Regions from separate parts of the Triticum aestivum genome. Here region 2 is linked to region 1. Evidence: chromatin contacts called from public Hi-C data. All regions are on one chromosome and are shown on one strand. The core of a region is the stretch at or near the end of the contact, and the rest is flanking DNA. Distances in the headings are between cores, read along the strand shown. Region 1 holds the start of LOC123053380 (regulator of nonsense transcripts UPF3). Region 2 holds the start of LOC123049407 (serpin-Z1).

Evidence for each region. A called contact is a pair of places that touch in the nucleus more often than the background predicts.
Region 2: a contact with region 1 is called in a Hi-C map of leaf, with 2.7 times the contacts expected there. The contact joins the promoter of LOC123049407 here to the promoter of LOC123053380 in region 1.

The regions. Positions count from the first base shown.
Region 1 is chr2D:395,814,439-395,821,145 of IWGSC CS RefSeq v2.1, reverse strand. It overlaps LOC123053380 (regulator of nonsense transcripts UPF3), which reads left to right and starts at 4,851. Exons shown (of 13, transcript XM_044476847.1): 1 at 4,851-5,377; 2 at 6,595-6,701. The coding sequence starts at 5,238.
Region 2 is chr2D:396,265,967-396,272,455 of IWGSC CS RefSeq v2.1, reverse strand. LOC123049407 (serpin-Z1) reads right to left here and starts at 1,824. Exons shown (of 1, transcript XM_044472327.1): 1 at 518-1,824. The coding sequence starts at 1,780. The coding sequence ends at 575.

The DNA of each region.
Region 1 (6,707 bases), core at 3,602-6,101:
TGTCTCTTCTATGTGACAATGAAAGTGCAATCAAGATCTCCCGCAACCCGGTGCTACATAGAAAGATGAAGCACATTGATATTCATCATCATTTCATCCGGGATCATATCAAGCATGGGGAGATCAAGATCATCTACGTCAACACTCAAGAGCAACTAACGGATATTTTCACAAAGCCCTTGGATGAAGCAAGATTTTGCGAGTGGCTTTGGTTCTCGCTCTACTCCTTGTCCGAAGTCCAAGAAGCATGCTCGTAGGGGCAAGTGCCCGGATGACTCTATGGAAGAAGAAGTTGTGGTTCCCACCAAGCCAACTCGCCGTGAGAAGTCTGTTGCTGCCAAGCAACGTGTGACCTTGCCCATGTACAAATGGAAGCAACCCAATTGGGAAAAGTTCTGTATTCGGAATCCCTATGAGGTCCCCGTTGCTCCTAGGTGGACCACTGTTCAGTTACGAAATGAGATGCAAATGAGGATCGTGCATGAACTTTTTGAGCATCACAAAAACTGCTATGCTAAGCAATGGACCATTGACCTTCATCATTAGAGGAACAACCTGGATTATTTTGGTCCCATGGAGAGCCTTCTGCAATGCTCTCTGATATGATGATACCGGTCTCATTGGCAATGGTGGCATCCGTCCTCACGACCATATCCCACCTCCATGGCTAAGGAGAAGCTTGCCCCCTTATACATTCGGGGGCGTGGTGTGCTTGTTCGCAGGCCCGAAGAGACTCTCTCTTCTCCGGTTAACCCCACTGTGCACAAGGTCAAGCAACTCAAGAAGAAGAAACATGCCGAGCCTCGCTTTCCTACTGATGAGCTCGAGGATGTTTATGCCACCTCTGACGATGATGGCTTTGAGCTTGAGCCCGGGGCCAAGCCCTCTTGGGTGACTAAGCTCACCGCTAAGGTGAAGAAGACGTTTTGCCTGCAGAGACACATTCAGAAGAAGCTTTATGAGGCACATGTGAATGAGAAGCATGCTCGGCGCATGCAGATTACAGTGATGAAGCACTTCAACATCCCAGTGAATAGTGGATCCAAGAGTAGCATCACCCCAAAGGACAAGTGGATCCATCAGCATAGTACGTGGACCGATGATGAGGCCTCTGGGCAGCTTGCTGCCTCCACCTCCGCTGCCGCCGTTGATGCTGCTAATGATGATTATATGGAGGATGCCTAGGAGTCTGATGGTGTTGATCCCGTGAGACCGAGGAGTCAGACGAGGACTACTGAGCTCTGGGGCGTTAACATCGCTCTTTTCCTTTTTGGTGTCTTGATGCCAAAGGGGGAGAGAGTTCTATTAGGTCTTGGGATTTGCATGGGTGTGTTTCATTTGCTTCGAGTTGAACTTCTATTTGCTTTGCTTTGGCTTGTGAACTTATTGTGTGTGGAGGCTTAGTGCATGGTGTGAGACATGTGATCCCTCTATCTTTTCTTATTCGTCAATCTTGTCTCATTTACTTACAGGTTATTTCGTACATATGTATGATTATCATCTATCTTCTCATTTGTACGTATCGGTTGGTCTATAAAATCTAGGGGGAGCATTGATCCTTATGTGTGCACTTTGCATTCCAAAAGCAACACATATAGGGGGAGCCTCGTCTATATTTTATAGACACCAAATGCAAATCGTGTGTTTGTCATCATCCACCAAAAAGGGGGAGATTGTTAGGACATTTTCCATCCTTGGTGTTTTGGTGATGATGATAACTCACTTTATATTCTAATCGTGTGCCAAGTTATTCAGGTACTCTCTCGTTTGGTTCAAGACGATTAGGCATTCCCTCTGGACGGAAAAGATCGAAGACGGTGGTTCCGACATGTTTATTTCTTTGGTCGTAGGAATCCCGTACTATTAAGAGGGAATCCGCATCAGAAGGTATTGGGTGAATCAATGCACGTACACATTCATGTCCACCCAATGTTAACTCCCGTTTGAGGAGAAAGAGGCCCTCACTTCCTCCTACACAGTGGTTTTAACCCCCCATCGGTTGTACCGCTAGGCAAGGCGGTTGTCCCGCCTATTTGGTTCTACCAGCACAACCACCGCCCTAGGGGGTGATACCCTGGGGTTGCAGCTCCCAGGTACAGGCCCAACGGTAGTACCGTTGCCCCTGGGCGATGGTACCACCACGTCTCTGGGAAAACCCGGGACTGCTTTTACATGGCGGTTGCACCGGCCTGGTACCGCCCAACCACCAGTCCAGCTTCTATGGTAGAGCGGTTATTGGGCGGTGGTGTCCCGGTTGTCCCGGTTATTCTCTATTAACCGGTACTACCGGTGCCCGGAGCGGTTCTACCGCTCGGGACTTAGCTACCACCAGGACTCGGGCCAGGCTGTTGTTCCGGTGCAACTACCGCTCGACTATCGCTATAGGGGGTGACTCTCTTTTTGTTTTGAGGCAGTAGTGGAGCGATTGTTCCGATTGCTTATGGCAACCGGTACTACCGCCCACGCCACCGATTGTACCGCCTATTAGGGTTTCTGCAGTATACCCGTGAATCCCGGTTGTACCGGGTGCATGAGCGGTTGTACCGCTGCAGTGTAAAAATTGTTGTAACAGTTGGAATTGGGGGGTCACTATATAAGGGGTGGTTCTTCTAGCTACCTTCTTACCTCTTACCTCTCTCTCTCCTCCATTGATTCCCGTCAAGCTTTCTTGCCTGATCTCTCTCTCTCTAGCCACTCAAACTTGTTGATTTGCTAGGGATTGAAGGAGGAGACCTAGATCTACACTTTCACCAAAGGAAATTTGATTCCCCCATACTTTCTTGTGTGGATTTTGTTACTCTTGGGTGTTTGGGCACCCTAGACGGAAGAGGCCACCTCGGAGCCACATTCCATTATGGTGAAGCTCCGTGGTGGTGTTGGGAGCCTCCAATTCAGTTGTGGAGAGAGCTCCAACCTTGTTTGTAAAGGTCCGATTGCCACCTTCAAGAGCACCACTAGTGGAATCACGACGTCTCGGATTGTGTGAGGGCGTGAGGAGAATACGGTGGCCCTAGTGGCTTCTTGGGGAGCATTGTGCCTCCACACCGCTCCAACGGAGATGCACTTCCTCTCAAAGGGAAGGAACTTTGGTAACACATCCTTGTCTCCCCCGAATACACTTGTGGTTATCTCTTACCTTTACTTTGAGCAAGCTATTATCGTCTTGTTTATCTTGCTTGCTTGTGTTGTTGTCATTGCTAACATCATATAAATTGTTCACCTAGTTGCATATATAGACAACCTATTTGTTGCTAACCCTAATTTGTTAAAAAAAACTAAAATTTCATAGTTGCCTATTCACCCCCTCTAGTCAACCATATCGATCCTTTCAGAGGTTGACGCGAACGACACTACTTTAGCGTCCTTGCTAAACCCCAAGCAGAGGCTTGCATACAACGAGATACTCACAACAGTTGATGCCAGTGATGGGGGTGTATTCTTTGTCGATGGCCCGGGAGGCACCAGGAAGACCTTCCTATACAAGGCACTACTCACAAGGGTTCGAGGCGAAGGCAAGATTGCGGTGGCTACGGCGACGTCGGGCATCGCGGCTTCCATCATGCTGGAGGCAGGACATCCCACTCGAGGTTCAAGATCCCACTCAACATGGGGCGTCGTGCAGCTTCACCTAATAAAACATGCTGAGGATCACATCTTGTCTTGGGGTAGGCGCTAGGTCTTCGAAAGATTCCATCTTGAGTACATCGAGGGGCCTGGCAAGCGTGGCCCAATGGTTGTAAGCTTGGGGGGTCCTCGGCCCAACCCATGCTCGGGGGCCGACGTGGTTAGCACCCCCTATGTAGGACACCACCACACGCGCGGTGATCGGTCGAAATTTGGGTTAGGTCGAGCGACGCCTAGGGCTGGCCTTCTATTAACCCGTCATCTAAAATATCAAGCTTAATGGTATATAGGGGCGACCTTCCAAAAGCTACAAAACTACAGTGGGCTATAAGATTTAGCAATTTTAAGAAGAAAAAAACATGGCATATATGACCAAGAAATAAGGAATTTCAATAGAATTAGATGAAACATAAATTCATGAACTCATAATTGTCTGTCGAAGGGCTGAGTCCTGATGTGGGCCACCAGTTACAGCCTAAGCAGCCACACGCCCACATCACCTCACATGCCGTAACTTTTAAGGAAAGTATTGAGGTGAATGGTCAGGGTCAAGATTTCTAAGGGCATGGCTAACACGTGACCCCAAATGTGCTACCCCATGAGCCAACTAGGCTCGGATGCCACCATGGCCATAAAGGTATAGCTCGCAGAGCCAAGGTGGTTCCTAAACAGAAGATGGGTTCTTCGAGCAGAAAAGTGAAAATGTGAGGAAAAGGAAAGAGGAGAGGAAAAGGAAAGAGAGAGGGAGCTGGAGGATTGGAAGAAAGTCAGGCAAGGGGAGAGTATGGTCCCTGGTAAGATGGTAGCCTCAGATTTTGGCGTTGGATGAAACAAGTTCAAATTGTGGCCTCATTTTCTTAAGTCTAGCTGGTTGGCATGAGGCAGCACCGGTGATGCCACCATAGTTCATGTCCTAATCGTCAACACTGATTTATAGATTGAGTTTGTTATGTGATGAAAAGTAGTGCAAGCTTACTTTCTAACTCGTTAACCTTCTTCGACTGCTATGCTATTTAGCTAAACTGCCAACAAAAAATGCATCACATATTCACATCGCTATATAGCTGGGTGTGTGTGTGTGTGTGTGTGTGGGGGGGGTGGGGGGGCTTGTTGCAAAATGCTATAGCAGTCTTTTCTCTTTTGACGCATCAACCTATTCTACATTATCTGGAGTGAGGATTGATATTTTTCTCGTATCTTTTCTTGCGCCTTTCCTCTTTTTTTCTTCTTCTCCCGTGTCGCCTTTTCTTTTCGTTTCGTTCTCGTCGTCGTCCTCCTCTTCCACCTCCCCTAATCTCCGACAGTTTCCAATTTCTCATCTCCCAACCCCAAACCCCAACCCCAACCAGAGACCGAAAAGAGTCGCACGCGACTTCGCGAGAGGGGGGAGAAGCAGCAGACGAAAGCGAGAGACCTCCTCCTTCCCCAACCCCAGCCCCGCTCCAAACCCTAACCCTTCCTCAGATCTCGCGCCCGTCTGCCCTCCCGCCCCGCCCCGCCCCGCCTCGATGTGACCCGGCCCCTAGGGTTTGTGCCGGTGCGGTGTGGTGGTGGGTCCCGGTTCGTCGGCGGATTTCGGACCCGAGGAGTTGGAGCTGGCGGCGCGCGCGCACATGAAGGACCCGGCGCACCGCACGAAGGTGGTGCTCAGGCGGCTGCCGCCGGCGATTGCGCAGCAGGCCGTCGTGGACCAGGTTGACGCGCGCTTCGCTGGGCGGTATGACTGGGCCTGCTTCCGCCCCGGTAATGCCAGGTCAGCATTTTCTCTCCCTCGCTCCCCGAGTCCCCTGGGCGTGCGTTGGCCTTCATGCGAGGTTCGGTGCTCTTTAGGTCTGGATTGAGGTCGTGGCTGTTAACCTAAGAATCATGTGCTAGGCGACTGGCAGTTTCCGTTTAGATTTCGTGTGCTGTTTAAGTGATTTAGTTTATTTTTTGTTATTAGCATGCATGTTTCATCTGTGTAATTGATATGCTTAGCTTAAATAAAACTGTTGACGCAATCTAGTGCATCATGTTGTTCCTAGTTGTAGACTTGTAGTTGGCGTATCTGTGAGGTTCAGTGCTCTAGTTCTGGATTGGGGCCTTGTCTGTTTAATATAGGAATTATGCGACTAGCAGTTTCTGGTTTTCCCCCATAGATTTCGTGTGCTTGTATAAGTGACGTAGTTTGTTTCGTTATTAGCAATCAGCATGTTCATTTGCGTAATTGAGACGTTATGCTTAAAATTGTTGCTGCTATCTTGCAGCACATTATCCCTAGCCGTGGACTTGTAGTTTACAATGCGGTGCCACTTGCAGTTTCCAGTTCCTGCCATCTTACGTTCAACCAGAATGAACTGTTGGGTGTTAAATCGTAGTTATGATCTGTGCTTGTAATTTTGTTTTTGAGTACAAATTTGTCAATGATTGTACCTTAAGTATTAGTGAAGAATAGAGGTTGCCTTATTTGTTATGCAACTATCTATGCTTTCTACCCGTTAATTCCATTTCCTTAGTTTGTCGCTGGCCTCACTGGTTTTTTATGGCAACTAAAACTGTAAAATGTTCATTTTTTGCTTTCTCTTATTTTGGATACAAGAGCCAGAATTCACTTATAGTGTGCTTGTTATGGAGCAATTTCTTAAAAGAAACAGAAACACTTGGAAGTCGAAACTACCTTGTAGCATTCAGCCTTTTTATTTACCAGTCCTGTGCTATGGTGATTTGCGTAGTAGTTTCTTCCTTAAATTTTGATGTCTTTGAGTTGCTTTTACTCAAAGTATAAGGCTTCCTTATTGGAACCTAGCAGTGGGAAGTAAACAATAGTATATTTCTTGTTTCCCACCCTCTTTTGTCCAATTGGTTAACAAAATTTATCTATCCAGCCGATTTTACCTTAACTTCAAGAGCCCAGAAGTTGTTGATACAATAGCGACTTAATTATTTGCCACCATATTTTTTCCAGTTGGTTAACTGAATTTTTATTTCCAGCCAAAAGAATCATAGATATTCTCGTCTCTACCTTAACTTCAAGAGCCCAGAAGATGTTGTTGAGTTTGCTGAGTTCTTCAATGGGCATGTATTTGTGAATGAAAAGGGTAAGT
Region 2 (6,489 bases), core at 575-3,074, 450 kb before region 1:
GCCGAGTGTTTACCAAACAGGCAGCGATGGTGAGGACGGGAGGAATGAGAATGGGACAGGGCTAGGGTTGCGTCGTTGTCCAACTTAGATAGCAAGACTTGATCCTCGTGCGGCGTGCGAGAGCGGTGACATGAATACATCCCCACCCGGCCTGAGGAGGCGCACCTCGAACCGATGTGTTTTAGCACGGGCCCATCCTTCAGTCTGATGTGATGGATGCGCCGGGCGACGATCAGCTCGAACGTTTGGGCCTTGTTTGATTGGTCCGGTTTGATGACTATATTTTGTCCGAGCACTTATCGGGCAGCTCGCCCGGACAATTGGGTACAGGATTCATAGACAACCTATATGATGCCCACCTGAGTTGTACGGACCCCTAGAAAACCCCTGAGTTAAGGTAAACAACAAAATACCCCTAGAAAGAAGAGACAACAAAACGAAGGAAAATATCACAAGCCCGTGTATGGGCTGACAGTGACACTAAACAGTCAATTTTGGATTGAAGTACTACAAAGATTCATAGCGAGTAACGCCTCGCAATACTTGTTGCAACAAATTCATAATATTAATTGCTCTAAGAGAGAGGATTGACAACTTGGCCGGCGAAAAGAATTACGCCATTGTTGTCCTCCTCTTTGATGATGAAAAAAAGGAATGGGTGATCGGCGACGAAGTCTACGACCTTCTCCGATGGCAGGCAACACCCCAGAATCTCCATGTCGGTGGCTGCGGCGGCCACGGTACCTTGCTCGTTGATGTTGACAGAGCACTGGTGGACGACGGACGACACCGCCATCGGCATCTTGGAATCGTGCTCGTCCAAGGCCAGCATCTCCGAGAAGGACTGACCGGCTGGATTGAGACGGAACGGCAGGTCCAGCCCGAGATCACGGAGGAGGTGCGAGGCCTCGAGCCGTTGCGACACGTCGAACTTGGGGATCCTCAGCTCGGCCGTGGGGACCAGTTTCTCCGGCACGGCGAATAGCACGGATGGGTCAGAGCTGAGCGCGCGCACCAACTCCGGCAGCCCGCCGCGATCGTCAGGAAGGTAGATGCACATGGAGGAGCGACAGTCCTGGTAGTGGCCGCAGTAGGGCATCCACAGGACTTTGAAGCCGGGGTGGCAGGCGATGCACATGTTCTCGTGCAGGTAGCCCCCCACCATGAAGGGCGTGCGAACGGCGTGCCCGGGCGAGACGTAGAAGTCGCCGTCTTGTGTGAGCTCAGGGTCGAAGGGGTCGTACCAGTAGCCTCTGAAATAGAGCGCGTTGGCGAGGACGACGACCGTGGCGGCGTTGATGGAACCCTCAGGTACAAGCTCCTTCCACCGGCCGCCTGTCTCGCCCTCGAACCACTCGTTGATCTCGGACCTGGCCTGCTCGGGGTTTGACCCAAAGCAGACGGCTCGCGCCTCCGCGTTGAACCTGGATGCCGCCATGGTCGCGAAGGTGGGCTTGAGGTGGAGAGAGGAGTCGACCCACACCCCAGTGGCGCACCGGACCATGGGATGTCCTTCCTCGTCCTCTTCCTGGTGGCTCGGTGTTTGGCCAAAGTGGGACACGAGGGCAGCATGCGCTTCAGCGCCGGCGGGGCCCAGGAAGGAGACGATCTGGTCCCGAATGGCACCGGTGGTACCAGCCGCGAGGAGGGACAGGATGGCGTGGAAAGACGCCGGCGAGAAGGCGAGGTTTTGCTCGCCGCGGAGGCCGAGGCCACGGAGGAGGCGCATCGAGAGGGCGGCCTGGTCCTTCATGGCGTCCACGACCTGCTGCTCCTCCATGGCTTGCTCCTCACTTGGCGGCTGTGCTTTTCTTGGTTTGCTCATCGCAGATCGGTCCTGCTGGCCGATGGTTGGATTATGTACGCAAATAATAAAGGGCAGCCATTAATCACACGAGATACGGGGATACAATTAAACAAATACTATAATTGTTATGTATTTAAAGCAAATTAATAACAAACCAAATATATATAAGCATATCTGTACTTTTTTTCATGGTAATACGTGTCTCATTTATAAAATAAAGATCCGGTTACAAGGCACGTAAGCACCAACATTACAAGACTGAAAAGATAGGATAATCCTATGCAAAATACCAGCGCCTGTTCTTTTCCTCCGACACCACCGAAGCGGCCACCAAAGGGAAAGAAAACAGACCACCTCTTCACCCGAGCTCGAGCGGCTCCATCGCTGATCAGCAGCTTTACGGACCTCGAAAGTAGTTTGCCAGAAGCAAAACCATTGCTGTTGAAAGAATCAGACCGGGGCAACATGTCCCCAGACACGCCATCGAACTCTAGATCTCACACCCCCGCACGACAACAACGTCGAAGGAGGAAACCAGAACTGTCAGCCACCAACCACAAACCCAGCACGGGATGCACCATCTTCCAGCTGTCACTTGCGCAGACAACCGTCTGCGCGTACTCCTAGATGATAAAACCTCCCTGCTCCACCATGACGTCGGAGACAACGCCACAACAACGGGGACAGAGCAGAAGGAGAGATACACCTGATGGAGTCGCCGCCGCCGCCTCGCCGACACCATCCATGAACTATAACACAGTCGATCTGAAGGATTGGCAAACACAGGATGCCATCAACTCCGAGACGCCACCATGAAGGACACCGCCGGTGTGGGAGTGAAGCTGAGGCAGATTTATTCGTCCGGGCGCCGCTCCCGCCACCCCAACGGCGCACCATGACCTACAAATGCAAAACGTAACTACAGAGCGAAGGAACGGGGTCCCCCCTCCCTCCTGTCGCCGGAGCAGCCGGAGAGAGAGGGGGCCAACACCCTGGCCGACTGAGATCGGAGGAAGAAAATCGCCTCCCTAGTCGCCAGGCGTGGCGGCGGCTAGGGTAGGGAAGGCATAGCCTGTCCCCCACTCGGAAAGAAGAAAAGGCATAAGCATATCTGTACTTCTAAAGGTGGAGTTGTTAGCTTGGTACGGTTTATTTTTGTTCGTTTTTCCCGTCTTACCTCGCACCGTCCTCTCCGGCTGGTTTTTCTCCTTTCCATTAAAAACCAAATCACATTAAAAGAAGAGATCTTGTTTCGTGCTTGATTTGACAGGTGATGATCCATTTCAATCACGTAAATAATATGTAATTAAGAATTCAGAAATCGTATTATATATGTAAGTTCACCTTACTAAAATATAGACATAATACTTTTCTCGATAACCTTTCAAAACAAAACAAGGTATTTCTAAATAAAAAATTATTAATCCCATGCACTATGCCATTATATTATCATTATCTCTTCTGTACTCCTAAAGGTGAAGTTGGTAGCCTCTTATGGTTTATTTTCATCTCACCTCCTACCGCCCTCTCCCTCTGGTTTTTCTTCTTCCCATTAAAAACCAAATTTCATTAAAGGGAGATCTTGTTTCGTGTTTGCTTTGGCAGATGCTATTTCATTTTAATCACATAAATAATAGGTAATTAAAAATTCAAAAATCGCACCATATATGTGAAATCACCTTCCTAAAATATAGACGTAATATTTTTCTCGATAACCTTCCAAAATAAAATGAGATATTACTCAATATCTCTACTCCAAAGGTCTTTACTCCTAAAGGGGAGTTGGTAGCATTTTACGGTTTATTTTCCTCCTTTTTCTCTCACCTCCCACCACCCTCTCCCACTGGTTTTTTCTCATTCCCATTAAAAATCAATCTCTACTCCTAAAGTGTGAGTTGGTAGCCTGGTACATTTTATTTTCGTCCGGTTTTTTCCCCATCCTCTCCCACTGGTTTTTCTCCTTCCCACCAAAAAACCAAATCCCATTAAAGGGGAAGATCTTGTTTTGTGCTTGTTTTGGCAGGTGCTGATCCATTTCAATCACGTAAATAATAGGTAATAAAGAATTAAGAAATCACACCATATATGTGAGATCTCCTTATTAAAATATAGACATAATATTTTTCTCGATAATGTTCCGAAACAAAATGAGATATTCCTCAATAACAAATCATTGATCCCACGTACTATGCTATTTATTATTATCATTATCTCTTCTCTACTCCTAAAGCGGGAGTTGGTAGCCTGGTACGGTTTATTTTTGTCCTAGATTTTTTGTCTCACCTCCCACTACCCTCTCCCACTGGTTTTTCACCTTCCCATTAAAAACCAAATCCCATCAGAGGAGGAGATCTTCTTTCGTGCTTGCTTTGGCATGTGTTGATTCATTTCAATCACGTAAATAATAGGTAATTAAGAATTTAGAAAGGACATCATAAATGTGAGATCACCTTCGATATAGACATAATATTTTTCTCGAGAACCTTCTGAAACAAAATGTGTAAGTGCATCTAATGCCACCCCTAGTTGGTTTTGGAGTATTGACGGCAAACATGATTAAGGGACTAATGTGTTTGTGAGATTCACAGGAGAACACAGGTAGAAGTCCCTATTGATTCGGTTTACCCATCGAAGATGACCCCTAAAAATGAATGAAGACATTGACGACATTGGTGGTTCGCGAAGACTTCGCATCGAAGATAATGACGTGTGAAGACATTCGTTTGAAGATAATGGAGTGTGAAGTCATAGTTTCTTTCATAGTTTCATTTTCTTCTTTCTTGAATCATTGGAACCACCGAACTGTCAAGTGGGATTCAAGTGAACAAAGTCAGAAAACTGACGTGATGCTCAACCCAAATCCTATGTCTTCGAGTGAAGACAATGAGACAAAATCTTATCTTGGGTCGGATAAGTCAGCTTTGCTTGTTGCCCAAGTCGAGCTGTCGCGTGTGTTTGAAATCCGACCGTTGGACACGTGTTGGTTCCCCAATGACCAAGGGTCATTTTAGACAAATCATGTCGGGTTGCCCCCTGGCTATAAATAGCCACCCCCTCCATCATAAATTGGTGGTTGCTCAGAGTTAGTGCACGGCTTTTGTCGTTTGCGAGCAACCCTCCTCCGAAGCCTTTGAAGAAGAATCCTTGCAAGGACAAAACCCAAAACACCCAGAGCCCAAAGAGTTTTTGGCATCACTGAAGTCTTTCTGTCTGCGTGATCTGAAGACTTATTACACTTGAAGACTGTGATCTTCCAGTCGGTTAGGCGTCGCGTTCTGAGGATTCAAGAGTCATTGTGGATCGTCGGTGAACGAAGTCTGTGAAGGTTTGGAAGTCTACCTTGAAGACTTGCCTGAGTGATTGGGCGAGTACTAAGTGACCTTTGCTCAAGGGGGATAAGGTGAAGACGTGGTCTTCTAAGTTCAATCTCAGCCTCGCTAACCAGACGTACAGTTGTCACAACAACTGGTCTACCAAATCCTTGTCTTCGTCAAGCAACTCGTTCTATCACTTCATCCCTTTACTTCCAGTTTAGTTTCGTGAAGTCATTGCTTACCTGCTCTGGTTGAATACCTTATGTGAAGACATTCACCCTGATTGCATATTTGGCTTCACACTATCTTCCTATTCTGATCTATCTACCTAGCTACTACTCATCTTCATGCATTCTCTGTATTGTACTTTGACTTTATTGCATGGCTAGTGTAGTTTATCTTCTGCTTTGTTCTGTTTAGTTATTGTTTTAACTACCTGTCTTCAAAGACATTGCCTGTCTTGAAGACTTCCATAAAAATCGCCTATTAGCCCCCCTCTAGTCGATAACTAGCACTTTCAATTGGTATTAGAGCAAGGTGCTCCCTTGTTCTGTGTGATTCGGTTTAACCACCTGGAGTTTTAGCTATGTCGACTGCAGGGATAATCAAGGTCTCTGATGTGTTCCCTGATGACCCACAAGTATAGGGGATCAATCATAGTCCTTTCGATAAGTAAGAGCGTCGAACCCAATGAGGAGCAGAAGGAAATGACAAGTGGTTTTCAGCAAGGTAATTTCTGCAAGCACTGAAATTGTCGGTAACGAGTAGTTTGATAGCAAGGTAATTTGTAACGAGCAAGTAACGGTAACGGTAAATAATGTCAGCAAGGTAGCCCAATCCTTTTATGACAAGCCAAAACTGTCTCCCGTAATAAACAAAGCATTCTTGAGGATACACGGGAATTTCATCTAGTCACTTTCATCATGTTGGTTTGATTCATGTTCGCTACTTTGATAACTTGATATGTGGGTGGACCGGTGCTTAGGTGTTGTTCTTACTTGAACAAACCTCCTACTTATGATTAATCCCCTCGCAAGCATCCGCAACTACGAGAAAAGTAGTAAGATAAAATCTAACCATAGCATTAAACTTTTGGATCCAAATTAGTCCCTTACGAAGTAGCATAAACTAGGGTTTAAGCTTCTGTCACTCTACAAACCATCATCTAATAACTACTCCACAATGCATTACCTTAGGCCCAAATATGGTGAAGTGCCATGTAGTCGACGTTCACATGACACCAATAAGGGAATCACAACATACATATCATCAAAATATCGAACACATATCAAGTTCACATGATTACTTGCAACAAGATTTCTCCCGTGACCTCAAGAACAAAAGTAACTACTCATAAATGATAATCAT